Linked DNA regions of Gossypium hirsutum: region 2 is linked to region 1. Evidence: chromatin contacts called from public Hi-C data. All regions are on one chromosome and are shown on one strand. The core of a region is the stretch at or near the end of the contact, and the rest is flanking DNA. Distances in the headings are between cores, read along the strand shown. Region 1 holds the start of LOC107945600 (putative disease resistance RPP13-like protein 1). Region 2 holds the start of LOC107945610 (methionine aminopeptidase 1A).

Evidence for each region. Hi-C and Micro-C count contacts between places; a contact is called where the count stands out from the background.
Region 2: a contact with region 1 is called in a Hi-C map of leaf, with 2.1 times the contacts expected there. The contact joins the promoter of LOC107945610 here to the promoter of LOC107945600 in region 1. A contact is called at or near these places in 5 of 34 Hi-C or Micro-C datasets (callus, hypocotyl and leaf).

The regions. Positions count from the first base shown.
Region 1 is chrD12:38,821,063-38,827,919 of Gossypium_hirsutum_v2.1, forward strand. It overlaps LOC107945600 (putative disease resistance RPP13-like protein 1), which reads right to left and starts at 4,152. Exons shown (of 2, transcript XM_016879661.2): 1 at 1-4,152. The coding sequence starts at 3,351. It overlaps LOC107945601, which reads right to left and starts at 6,745. Exons shown (of 3, transcript XM_016879662.2): 1 at 6,509-6,745; 2 at 6,365-6,417; 3 at 5,208-5,502. The coding sequence starts at 6,599. The coding sequence ends at 5,380.
Region 2 is chrD12:38,990,750-38,996,944 of Gossypium_hirsutum_v2.1, forward strand. LOC107945610 (methionine aminopeptidase 1A) reads left to right here and starts at 3,035. Exons shown (of 17, transcript XM_041106652.1): 1 at 3,035-3,101; 2 at 3,391-3,463; 3 at 3,711-3,761; 4 at 4,254-4,439; 5 at 4,534-4,609; 6 at 4,772-4,819; 7 at 4,944-4,988; 8 at 5,134-5,233; 9 at 5,331-5,382; 10 at 5,816-5,857; 11 at 5,962-6,023; 12 at 6,104-6,195. The coding sequence starts at 3,396. LOC107945609 (probable pectinesterase/pectinesterase inhibitor 36) reads left to right here. Exons shown (of 3, transcript XM_016879671.2): 1 at 1-68; 2 at 786-1,109; 3 at 1,181-2,029. The coding sequence ends at 1,872.

The DNA.
Region 1 (6,857 bases), core at 2,902-5,401:
CTCCAAGTTCTCAAGATGAGATATGCTGCTCGAGCTGTTATCAGTCTGCATCAGTCCCTTTGGTAGAGAAATTAGAGCTTGACAGAACCTGATTTTTAAACGTCTAAGTGTGGTAGGTAACCTGCCACTTGGAAAGCATGTGAGAGCGGGACAACTTTCAATCTCCAATTCTTCGAGAGGACAATTATGTATCATAATTGTACTTGGCAGAGACTTTAGACCCCGACAATCTTTGAGCTTAAGATGTTTTAACTTGGGAAGGAAACCTGTCTGGGGAAAGCATGCAAGATTTGGACATGCCTCAATTTGCAAATCCTTAAGAGATGTAAAGACACACTCATTTTCAGCCAATGGCACAAACTGTGAACATCCCTTAATTTTCAGACGCTCAAGAGCAGCAATATTCCACAAAATAGCACCCTTTTTCCATAATGATTTTAATCCAATGCAGTTGGAACTGAAACCTGGAAACTGCACAGCCCCGTTTTGAGGATACTGAAGAATGCTACCCCGCAACTCTTCATTGGAATCTTCCACATTTAACTCATTAAGAGACGGGGAATTCATCGGTGAAGCTTTTAAATTTGGGCAACGCTTAATTACAAGTTTCACAAGAGAAAGAAAACGAGGAGGTAACATTCCACCCAAGTTGGGACAATTCTCTACCACCAGCTCACGGAGACAAGGAAATTCTTCCAAGTCTTCATTAGCTTGAATAGGAGAAGACCAGTATGTCCATTCCAACATATCCTTAAACCGTAGAAATTCCAGTGATGGAAAAGGCTTAATACATGGGGAACCATGTCCATAAAACATAGCATCCACCTTCTGCAATCTACACATTCCAATTATGGACAATTTTTTTAGTGAGGGCAGTCTCCCAAGTGATGGAAGTGATGTGCTCCTTCTGCAGTTATAGAGTTCTAAGAATGCTATGTTAGTCGATGAAGGATCACCTAACCAAGAAGGGAACATTCTACCACCATAGAACCGAATTCTCAGCTTCTCCAGATTTTTATGAGGTAGCAGCCTTTCAAGAACGTGCATTTGACCTTCCTCATTTTGGGAGTTAAGGGACTCATCGCTCCATTGCAAATTCAACTCAGTTAAACCATCCTTGTCCTTGAGATATGCATTGCTAACATCTTGGAAATCTGTAACATTTTCCAACCCCAAAATGGAGAGCTCCCCCCGTAGATGTAACAAGCCCCTCAATTCACTAACAGCAGATCCAATGCCCTTGTCTACAATTAATTTGGACAAAATCTGAAGATTCTTCAAATTTCCAACCTTAAATGGCATCTCCTGTAAATTACTAGTACCGGTAAGATCAAGAACATGAAGTCTCACCAGATTTTGGATAACGGGTGGCAACTTGGTAAGTTCCTCGCACCCTTGCAATTTCAAGGTTTGCAAGTTGAGAAGAAAACCCACAGATTGAGGTAACTGTTTAATTCTACTGCGAGACAAATTCAGGTAGCGCAATTGCTTGAAATCACCAATGGAATGGGGTAGCTCAGTGATGGAATAACCACTCAAGGATAGCACTCTTAAGCATCTCAACCTATGCAGCATATTCTGCAAGACATCACCACTTAAATAGCAACATGCAGCCCAAGTAGGCATACAAGTTGGTAATGCAATCAACGTTCTTAATTTCTTCATTCGACAAAGGACTTCAAATCTTTTTGTGATGTCGTACTGTTCACGAGTGAAGGCTAAATAGCGAAACTTTTCAACAGCTCTGCATAACTCATCACTCTTAAGCATATCCATATCCTCAAAATTAAAGCATATTTCTCTAGAAACAGATTTAGCTAAATCATTTATGAGGTCATGCATCACAAATCGTGTTTGGCTGCTGTTTGACTGCTGGAAAAATGATCGCGAGAGTAACTCATTAAAACATTTCAAACCTAAATCCTCCATTTGTGTCCCTCCTTTAGGTTGTTGTAAGAAACCCTCCGCCACCCACAATTGAACCAGCTCATCCTTGTCAAATTCATAGTCCTTTGGAAATATAGCGCAATAAACAAAGCATCGTTTCAAATGGGAAGGAAGATGAAGATAGCTTAGCCTCAGAGCTGGCATTATGTCAATTTTTTCTTCAGGCAAATCCCATATCTTGCTCATCAATATGTCCTTCCATTCACCCTCATTAACTTTAGTGCGAAGCAGACCTCCCAAGGCGTTAGCTACAAGTGGCAACCCTTTGCATCTCTTCACTATTTGTTCGCCAACCAATCTTAAATTCGGGTATTCATCGAAATTTTTGGCTCCTAAAGCATGAGAAGTTAATATTGAGAGACAATCATCATACGACAGTTCCTTCAAAGCGTATCCCCTGCAGTTAGCTACAACTGCTGCAACTGGTTCATTCCGAGTTGTGACCAGTATTTTACTTCCAGCAGCCCCTGCTGCAAAGGGTCTGCATAGAATATCCCAAAGTTCATAATTCTCATTCCACATGTCATCTAAAATGATCAAAAACGTTCTTCCCAGCAGCTTCTTCTCTAGCTGCTCTTGAAGTGAATTTAAATCCTTTAACTCGCCAATATCAGAACCAATAGCATGAAGCAAGGTCTTTGTCACCCTCAGCAAATCAAATTCCTCAGAGACACAAACCCAAGCTCTCAACTCAAATGAAGTCTTAATTCTCACGTCCTTATAAACTAACTGAGCAAGAGTAGTTTTACCTACTCCTCCCATACCTACAATGGAAACCACACCAATATCACCTTTATTCATCTCTCTGCCATCTATCAACAAGTTTACAATGGCATCTTTATCACTTGTCCTACCATAAACACGAGACTCGTCAACAAGAGAAGTGGTGCAACTCTGAAATACTTTCTCAGACCTCCCTCTACCAATCTCTTCTAAACTGAAATCATTCTTTCGTGCCACTAACTCATCAAACTTTGCAGTAATTTCTTGTATTCGGAACTTCATCTTCCCATCAAACTTAATAGCATTTGGATTGATAGCACGGAAACAAGATGGAAAGAAGTTCCATACCTTAGTGGTGCTTGGTGAAGACAGAGTGTGCTTCATTTGTTTCCGCCGCAAAGCCTCGGTGGCAAGTTCGTCAACAACATCTTCGGCATCAAAGGCAACATCCTGTAAGTCCCCGAGCCAAAGTTTGACAGATCGAGTTGTGATTTGCTTTTCTTCGGCATCCTCAAGCGAGGCGTTCAGTTTAAGCAGCAAATTCTGCCACTTATTCAATTCGGCTACAAGTTGCTCCTCCCGTGAGAATTTATTGAAGTCGGGGGACAACAGAGTTTCACAGAGGGAGCGGAAGCAAGCAGAGAGCAGAGCATCAGCAACACCAGACACAATAATTTCCATCTGAGTGAAACCGAGAAATGGAAGAGGATTATCTTAAGCTTCCTTTGTCTTGAATATCATCATCATCATCATCATCATCATCATCAAGTATCAAGTCATGCACTCTTCAGACAACATCAAGTGATGATCACTAGAGAGTAGGGATGAGATGTGCACTGTGCAGAGTCCAGTTGCCTTTGGCGTCCAACCAAATACTTGGAATAATAAGAAGACAATACCCGTAACACTATTTGCCTTCAGATTCATTCCGGATAAGTACTAGTTAAAACCCCAACCTGAGTTGAAATATGTCAAGGAAAAGGAAATAGAAAACACACTCGGACAGTCCAACAAAAATACTGACATTGATATTATCTTTGTTTATTATTTAACCCATATGTTTTGTAATATTCTTTCATAAAATAAAATAAAAATAGTATAATTAAAAAATGAATAAAAATCATTGTAAAAAATAAAAATTCTTCAAAATAAATGAAAAAAAAAAGAGTAAATAATAATTAGTCCACCACCGACATCATCTTCTTGTTGATGTCTTTTGTTTAAATAATAATTAGTGCACCACCGACATCATCTCCTTAATGTTATTGGTGTCTTTTGTCTATGATATTATGAGCAATTTATTTTATACATACTTTAATAAATTTACGCATTTTAACCTTTTGGTTAAGTCCAAATCACAAGTTGTACCAAAAATAACTAAATTCGTGTATTATTGTTTAAAGATAATATAGTTTTTAACTCTTGAAAATATAATTTTTTTATTTCAAAACTTCGATATCTATACTTTCTTTTTATTTTTTATTTTGATCTTTAGATTGAGACTTGTAACTAGATCTATTTTGATATTTGAATTTGAATTCAATCAAAATTTGATAATATAAAACCGAATCGAGTGAACCAAGAATTGATCAATATAAAAGTCCAAACAAAAAGATTGAACTAATTGTCTTGAAATTTATTTGAAATAGGTAAAAATTGAAAATAAAGACAAAAATCAATAATTGAACAAATTTAGTAAAAAATTATTTTTTTAGATTTTTATGATTTTTAAAACAATTAATTTAATTATTGTTAGTTTGATGATTGAATTAATTAAACTAGTCAAATAAAAAATTAATAGTTTGATTTATTCAACCGGTCTGATTATTAAAACATTAAATGTAACACTTTCAAATTGTACTATATTATCATTTAAAAATTTATTAATTTTTTAAGTTCATAGATCAAAATAAACTTAATTGTTAAATTCAAGTACCAAAATAGACCAATAAAACATACAACTACCAAAGTGAACTTAATTACCAAATTCAAAAGTCAAAATCATATTAACCCTCATTTTAACTTCCATATAAATCTAAATTCATATTCTAGTTCTGAATACCAGTATTTTCCCTCTAATTATGATTTCAAATTTAAGGCTTAAATAAAACTGAGGCGTTATTATTGAGCTTAATTGTAAATCCTGTAATAATAGTGGTTTATATTGCTCCCAGATGAACTTTTGGGATAAAAAGCGCTTTTGAGATAAATACTTTACTAAACAAAATGTTTTTGAACTTTTTAGAAGTACTTTCGGGACAAAATAATGCTTTGCAAAAACACTTTTTTTTACTAAATGCAGAAGCAGAAAATTTTAACTTTTACACAAAAGTGCATTTTGACCCAAAAGTACTTCTGAGAAACAATGCTAAACTGGTCCTAAGATACCACCTTCATTCCCATTTCTCGACCTAGCCTGCTAGCTTCTTGGTTAGCTGAACATGTTGACTTCCCTTTCATTATTATCCTCAATTGAGTTATTATACCCAAGCATTTTAGTTAAATATCCATAGTAACTAGTAGCATATCTATCCATGGAAGCGCAAAAAGATAAACACTATATTTTATCAAAAACACATTTCACAACAGAATTGATCTTCAAACAAAAAGGCTGGTTTAGGTTGCATTACTTGGGGAAAAAATCTCCTCTAATCCAAGCTGAAGGTTCTTGGGTTAGAACTTGGAGCCCTATTTGACAAAGCATCATTGCTATTCCTTCACATTACCAGAAGATTCTGGAGGTGGCTTCACAATACTTAGTTGGCCTCCATCCTTGTTAGCAACGGTGGCTGCTTTTATCTCATTGCAGTGATTTATGAACTTGGTCAACTCCTGCTCTCATCAAGTAAAGAAGAGACTCTGTTACTGTTAGCAAACTCTGTCACTGTTATTCACAGTGCCAAGAAATACACGTATATCCGGTGGAAAGAAAAGAAAATATATCTCTGCATGTAGCTTCATGAATCAATAATTACGATGTGCAATGCCAGTCTTCCATTGGAAAAAAGAAATATAGCTCAAATGACCCCCATATACTCTTTAAATTCTTAAAATCTTCAACTAACACAAATACTCGTAACAAACTCCAGCTTATATTCTATTTAGGCTAAGCTCAGCATAAGTCAAAGACTAAATAACAAACCTACATGTATGCACAGAACCGGACACTCAGTCAAGCAAGCGAGATAAAGAACTACACATGTAGATAGCGAAATTAAAAAGATTTTATGTGATACAGTGGGTAGACCCAGCATCAAAATGAAACAATTATAAGGCCCCATAGATAAGCTGAAGTAAGCAAATAGTTGTCAAAACCTTCCAATTCCAGTGGCCAACAGTTTTGCTACGACGGAACCAAAACACAGTGAACAAGTGAGAGATCAGGGTGAATTCAAGCTCACAGTTTTTCTTTAATACAAGTGAATTTGATCCAGAGTGCCATAGGATTGGTAATTTAACCACAAAATCGTTGCTAATATTTAATAATTGTGACCTGATGCACCTAAAATCAGCAAAACAAAATAAATCTCAGCTAGCAAATTGAACCTCGACGACTAAACAAAAGCACTATAAGCAACTACTAATTCAATCTCAATTAAATTTAATCAAACAGCTCATAAAACTGCAAAACAACAGAAACAAGCAATAGATTCAAAGAAAATGAGCAAGGAAAGAGAGACAATTGAATCTTTACTCGATCAGCGTCCATCTCTTTTGTCATCTTCGATGGTTTGACCACTCTCTTACCTGCAAAGAATCGATTTTTTTTTTTAAAATATATAGAACCGAAACATTTTAAAAACAAAAGCTAAGAGTGTTATATAAGTAAACAAGAAACCTTTGCGAATGTGAGGAACTTTTCCATGGCGATTGGGAGGGATTGTTTTCTGCTTTTTTTGCCCCTTGAACAGATTTCCTTTCTGCGTCATCTTTCTCCCTCTCTACCTCACTTGATTGTTAGGGTTTTGGGTGGACAGCTTGTTTTTTTCTCTTAAGCGGGTGCGTCTTAAGGTTGAGGTTTTGTCATTAGGAGTGGAAAGGCCCATGACCCATTTTATATAGCCTCAAACCACCCCCTTTTGGGCCTAGTGGCTTCTCCTATTTAAAAAGATTATATAAGTTTGGAGCTCATGCTAAAATTTTCCCCATTAACATCCAATTGAAATAATTTTCTAAAAAATTTAAGG
Region 2 (6,195 bases), core at 1,785-4,284, 170 kb after region 1:
GACGAGTTTGGTTAGTGCAGCTTTGGCATTGTATACAATGCATGGGAAGGAAGCTGTTGTTGAGCAAGGTAATTTCTTTTAACTAATTAAATATTTGATAAATAATAATCTTAATAATATTTATAAAATATACCTTAAGATTTTTGCCCTTTAGATAAAACTTTGATTCGATGAAAGATAATATTAATAATTCGAAAATTTCTTTAGGTATAATCCATCTCCCTCAAGAAACTCTCACTAACTTTTAAGTGGGTTGAAATAAATTCATTGGTAATAAAATAAAATGTAGATAAAGTTATGTACTTTGGGTTTCGTGATTCATGCATCATTATGGTGTTCATTTTTTTTGGTTAAATTGTGGTTTTAATCCCTTCACTATACTTAAAATTAAATTAATCAATAAACTAATACCGTTAATTACTCTAATTAAATAAAATACCAGCGTGGGTTTTTTTTCCTTAAAACACCCCTTTCAAAATACTAGCATTAGCTGGAAGGTATTTCTCGAATTAAATTATCTTTTCAAAAATAATTTAACATTTAACATTTAAATTTTCAATGAAAAGATTAATTTATTTTCATTGTTTCCTGTACTTTGGCATGAAGTATTAGTCTTTAAATCTGGTTAACTATTTGGATTAACTGAAGTTTAAATTTAAAAAATTTAAATTTAAGCAGAGTAGAAGGACTCGAAGAAGAATTTGACCTTTCTCTTTTATTGGACTGGTCCTTTTGCATAGAAACCTGCTACTTACTAAATTACCTATTTGTTTTGTTCTCGACAGAGCTAATGCATAGACCACGACTCGGTGGGAAACTTTTAACATCATGGAACCCAACAACTTCAAAGGCTGATTTTGTCGTGTCAAAAGATGGCTCCGGCACTCACAAAACGATCAATGATGCGGTGGCCGCGGTTGCTAGGATAGGTAACAACCGTCGTCCAAGGGTAATCATTTATGTGAAAGCAGGGGTGTATAATGAGAAAGTAGACATAGACAAGAACCTTAAAAACATAATGTTGGTCGGCGATGGAATGGACAAAACAATCGTAACTGGTAACCGAAATGTACCGGATGGTTCCACTACTTATGGCTCCGCAACATTCGGTAAGAAACTCGGGTTCAAATTTTAGATTTGATGATATTGATGGGTTTAATTCAGTTTTTTGTTTTTGTAGGTGTTTCCGGGGATGGTTTTTGGGCACGGGACGTGACATTTGTGAACACTGCCGGTCCGCATAAACATCAAGCTGTGGCATTAAGGGTAAGTTCGGACCATTCTGTGTTCTACCGCTGTAGCATCAAGGGTTACCAAGACAGTCTCTTCCTCCACTCGCTGCGACAATTTTACCGAGACTGTCACATACACGGCACAATCGATTACATATTTGGTGACGCCTCGGCCGTGTTGCAAAACTGCGACATCTTTGTCAAAAGACCGATGGACCATCAATCCAACATGGTAACGGCACAAGGGAGAGACGATCCCAACGAGAACACAGGGATTTCAATTATGGAATCCCGAGTGAGACCAGCACCCGATTTCGATTCGGTCAAGCATTTGTTCAAGAGTTACTTAGGTAGGCCATGGAAGAAGTATTCAAGGACGGTGTTCATGAAGACGGACCTTGACGGTTTGATCGACCCCAAGGGATGGAATGAATGGAGCGGCAGCTTTGCGTTGTCAACGTTGTATTATGCGGAGTATAGGAACACAGGGAATGGTGCTTCGATCGGGAATCGAGTGAAGTGGCCCGGTTTTCATGTCTTCAACCGGGCCGAAGAGGCTAACCCTTTTACGGTGAATAGGTTCATACAAGGAGAGTTATGGATTCCGGAGACTGGTGTGCCTTTTAATTCAAGGCTTTAATTTAATGGTTTCTTATTGTAATTGTTAATGTTTTTGTGATGTGATAATAATGGCTTTAATAGTTTTAATCTAAAAATTATAGCTAAAATATTTTATGGGTTAATTTGTATGTTATTTTAGTATTATTAATAAAAGTTTAAGAGATAATTGTGATTAATTAAGAGTTGAAGTTTAAATTAATTTTTATATATTTTATATAAAGTTAAAATATGTCGTAAATATGTGATATTAATTTAATCAATAATTTAAATATAGTATAAATATAAATAGATAGCAAGACCCAATAGCCTTGCCAGCAACCGTCAAAGTATAAATTTATGTAATTTTTTAAAATTTGAAGAATTTACAAGATAATTTTATTATTTTGGGGACAAGATTACCCCCTACCCCATGTTGCAGGATCAATATACTAGTCACCATACAGACCAATATGGATCAATATACTAGTCACTATACAGACCAATATAATTAGATGAGCAACCCTCTGAGTAAACTCTAATGCTCCTAAAATTTATTATATATCTTGTAGAATCGTCTAACCTCTAAACCCAATCTATCTTCCTATATAAGCCATCTTCAAATCCAATTCATCAAACACAATCAACACGTTGATTTTTTCTACAAAATAATTGAATGTAACTAAATTACTAGTAAGTTTACGTTTTAGTTATTTTAACTTTAAAAAATTACAAAATGGTCACTGAATCACTCAAAAGTTTTCATTAAGTCACTGTGCTGTTAAGTGTGTTTTTTTTTAAGTCTAACTTGTGAGTTTCAAGCGACGATTCAACGATCAATACGATGGATCAATGCTCATCGATGAATAGAAGAATATGGTTTAAATCCATGTCAATCTGATGATCAGAGAAAAAAGTTATTTGGATTTTGGTTTGCAAATTCGTGACGGTCAAAGTTGTTTCATGAAAAATAGTTGAACTATATAAAAGGAGAATAAGAGCTTTCTATTGTTGCAGACGGTGCAAATAGATAAGGTCATACAACAACAATTTTAACAATCCAATTACTTATATGAAAACTTTTAAATAATTTAGTGACTATTTTGTAACATTTTAAATTATGTGGCCAAAACATTAATGTACCCAAAAATAAAAGAGAAAGCAAAAATAGAAAAGCCGAAGATAAAAGATAAGCCCAAAAGCTATGAATTTTGAAAGCCCCAATTCCAAAAGCCCTAAAAGTCTAGAGCTTTATCTTCCTTGCGCCGGCAAGTAGGTATTTTTCAGACAAGATTGTACATTTTGGGCTGAAATTTCAATTTTTAAGTTAAACTCGATCGCTGGCAGATAAATAGATTGGGGAGAAATTTTATTAAGTTTTTAGGGATTTGTTTGTGGAACCCAGATTATTTATTACTATAAAAGTTTAACCCTAATTTTCTCAACAAAAAAATTTCCCCAATTTATTTTTTCAATCACAAACAATTCAGTAATAGTTTATTGGTTCTTTCCTTTTAATTTATTTTTGAATTGAACCGGGTGGTTCAATCTTATACATAAGGTCCAATGGCTGGTGGCTCTGATGCGGCGGAGACGCTTTCATGTGCTCGTTGTAGCAATCCTGCTAGCCTTCAGTATGTTATTGTTTTCGCTTTAAAATATTATCATTTTTAGAATATCAATTTTTTTGCTGTAATTAACATTGGGTAGTTTTCAAATTTGTGAGATATTTTGAATTAGCTTGTAATTGGTTTATAGTGATTTTTAAAAAAATATATTTTGAGCATAAAAAAATGTGAATTGAGCTGTGTTTGGTTAATAGTGATGAACTTTACAATTAAGCTGAATCCTTTTGTTAATGATATAGCTTATTATCTGTAGGTGTCCTAAGTGTGTGGAGTTAAAGCTTCCTCGTGAAGGTGCTGCCTTCTGGTATGTAAATCCTTTTCTTGTAGATTTTTAATTAGTCCCTGTACTTTTCAAAAATTAAAATTTCTGTCTGATAACTGTTAAATTTATTAAGTTATGCTATTTTCAAAAATTGATGCGGCAAACATATTATGGTATATTAAATATTGTGTTAGCTTACTATTTCCACATAGTACTCTTTAAAAATTCAGTTAATGAATTAACGATTATCATTTATGTTAGTATTACAATATCAAAATTCAAAATGTATAGGGACTTAAATGATCCAATTGGAGAATATGAACTAAATCTACAACCCTATGCATAGTACAGCACTAGCAATTGAATTTATCCAAATAGATTTAATTGTTACTGTTTGGGTAAGGACTAGACTAAAATTGACTAATTTGAACATCAAATTAAAGTAGGGACTAAATCCACAAATTTCACAAAGTATAGGGACTAATAGAAGAATGTAGCCCTTTTCTTCTTTAATGGTGTTGTTTTTATTGACAGCACTCAGGATTGTTTCAAGGCTTCTTGGAGCTCACACAAGTCAGTTCATTTGAAGGCAAAGCTGTCTTCACTTGGTACGGATGGTGCTGGTGGACAAAACTCTGATTTAGCTAGTGAGGGTTGGCTATATTGCTCGAGGAAAGGACAAAGTCGGACTCCGAAACTTCCTCCTTTTAATTGGACTGGGTACTTGTCTAAGATTGTAGTCCCTCTTTTACACTTTCTTTTTAAGCTTGGGTCCTTGTTATTTCTGATTTTTATTATTATCTTCGTTGTTCAGGTCACTTAGACCATATCCCATATCTGTCAAGCGTAATGTACCTGCTCACATTGATAAGCCTGATTGGGCTAATGATGTGAGTATTTCGAAATCAGTTCGTGTATATGGAATACTTATTAGCAATTGAGTGGGAAATTTGTTGATGAGCGACCTATTCATGAACAATTAACCTTATTTTCTCTCTTCTTTCGTGTTGGTTTTGCATTTCTAAGATATTTCTGTTCTCCTTTCAATGCAGGGAGTTCCAAAGGTTGAGCTGAACAGTGATTGGCAACATCGTGTTGAGGTAAGTTTATGCGAGTGAAATCTCTTCTTAAGCGTTAGAGAACTAATAATAAATACTTTATATGCTCCTTATGATTTTAGCTTCTTCTTTTTTTCTTATTAACTTTTGGTGTGTCTGTATGAAGATCAAGACTCCTGATCAAATTGAGAGAATGCGAGAAACATGTCGTGTAAGTTCCATCTTCCACTTGATTTTGTTTTTTGATTCACAGCCCTTTGTTCAATTTTTAGTTATATCCAGTTTTCTTTGGAATTGATTTTTAATTTTTCTCGAGTTATTTCAAGATCTCTTGGTGTTTAAATCTCTATTGCTAGATTGCAAGGGAGGTTTTGGATGCAGCTGCTCGAATGATCCGTCCTGGTGTAACAACAGATGAAATTGATCGAGTGGTTCATGAGGCTACTGTTGCTGCAGGTTTGAATGAACTTTCATTTTGCTGCATGTATTTGTGATTGTGCATCTACCTGGTTTCACCTACTTGGTTTCACTTTATATGTAATCTCTCATGCAGGAGCTTATCCATCACCTCTCAATTATCATTTTTTCCCAAAGTCTTGTTGCACGTAAGTACTTCTATACATATTTGTTGAGTTTCTAGAGATTATTCTATTGATGGTAGAAATACCATGGAGGCCCCTGTACTAGGAGTCGGATTGTATTGTGCCCCCTTTACTCAAAAAATGGGCAAATTAGTCTCTGTACTTTAGATCAAAAAGTAAATTGGTCCTTTTTATTAAAAATTTCATCCATTTGTACGGTTAAAAACTGGCTTGATTGACAGAATAACCAATCAGTGACATGTGGCATGCCACGTCTACCTCATGCTGACGTATAGGGACCAATTTTTAACAAAAAGACTTTAATCTAACGTACATGGACTAATATGCTCATTTTTTGAGTAGAGGGGGCAAAATGCAATCCAACTCCTAGTATAGGGGCCTGCATGGTACTTTTACCTTGTTGATTAATTAAAACATATTTCGTTTTCTTTTCCAGGTCAGTTAATGAAGTTATATGCCATGGGATTCCTGATGCAAGGTATTAGCTTTGTTCTAATTCTAGAAACTTTTACAGTGGTTACATTCATCGGTGGTATTTATCATTTACTAAGATGTGCTTGAACTGAAATCGTGTTGCCTTAGGAAACTGGAAGACGGTGATATTATAAATGTTGATGTGACTGTTTACTATAAAGGTGTTCATGGTAAGAATCTTCTCGTTTATATAATTCCAATGCCACATAGTGAAGCTCTGTACTTGATGAAGGATTGACTCATCGTGCAGGCGATTTAAACGAAACATATTTTGTGGGAAACGTAGATGAAGCATCTCGTAAGCTGGTACAGTGTACATACGAGTGCTTAGATAAAGCAATA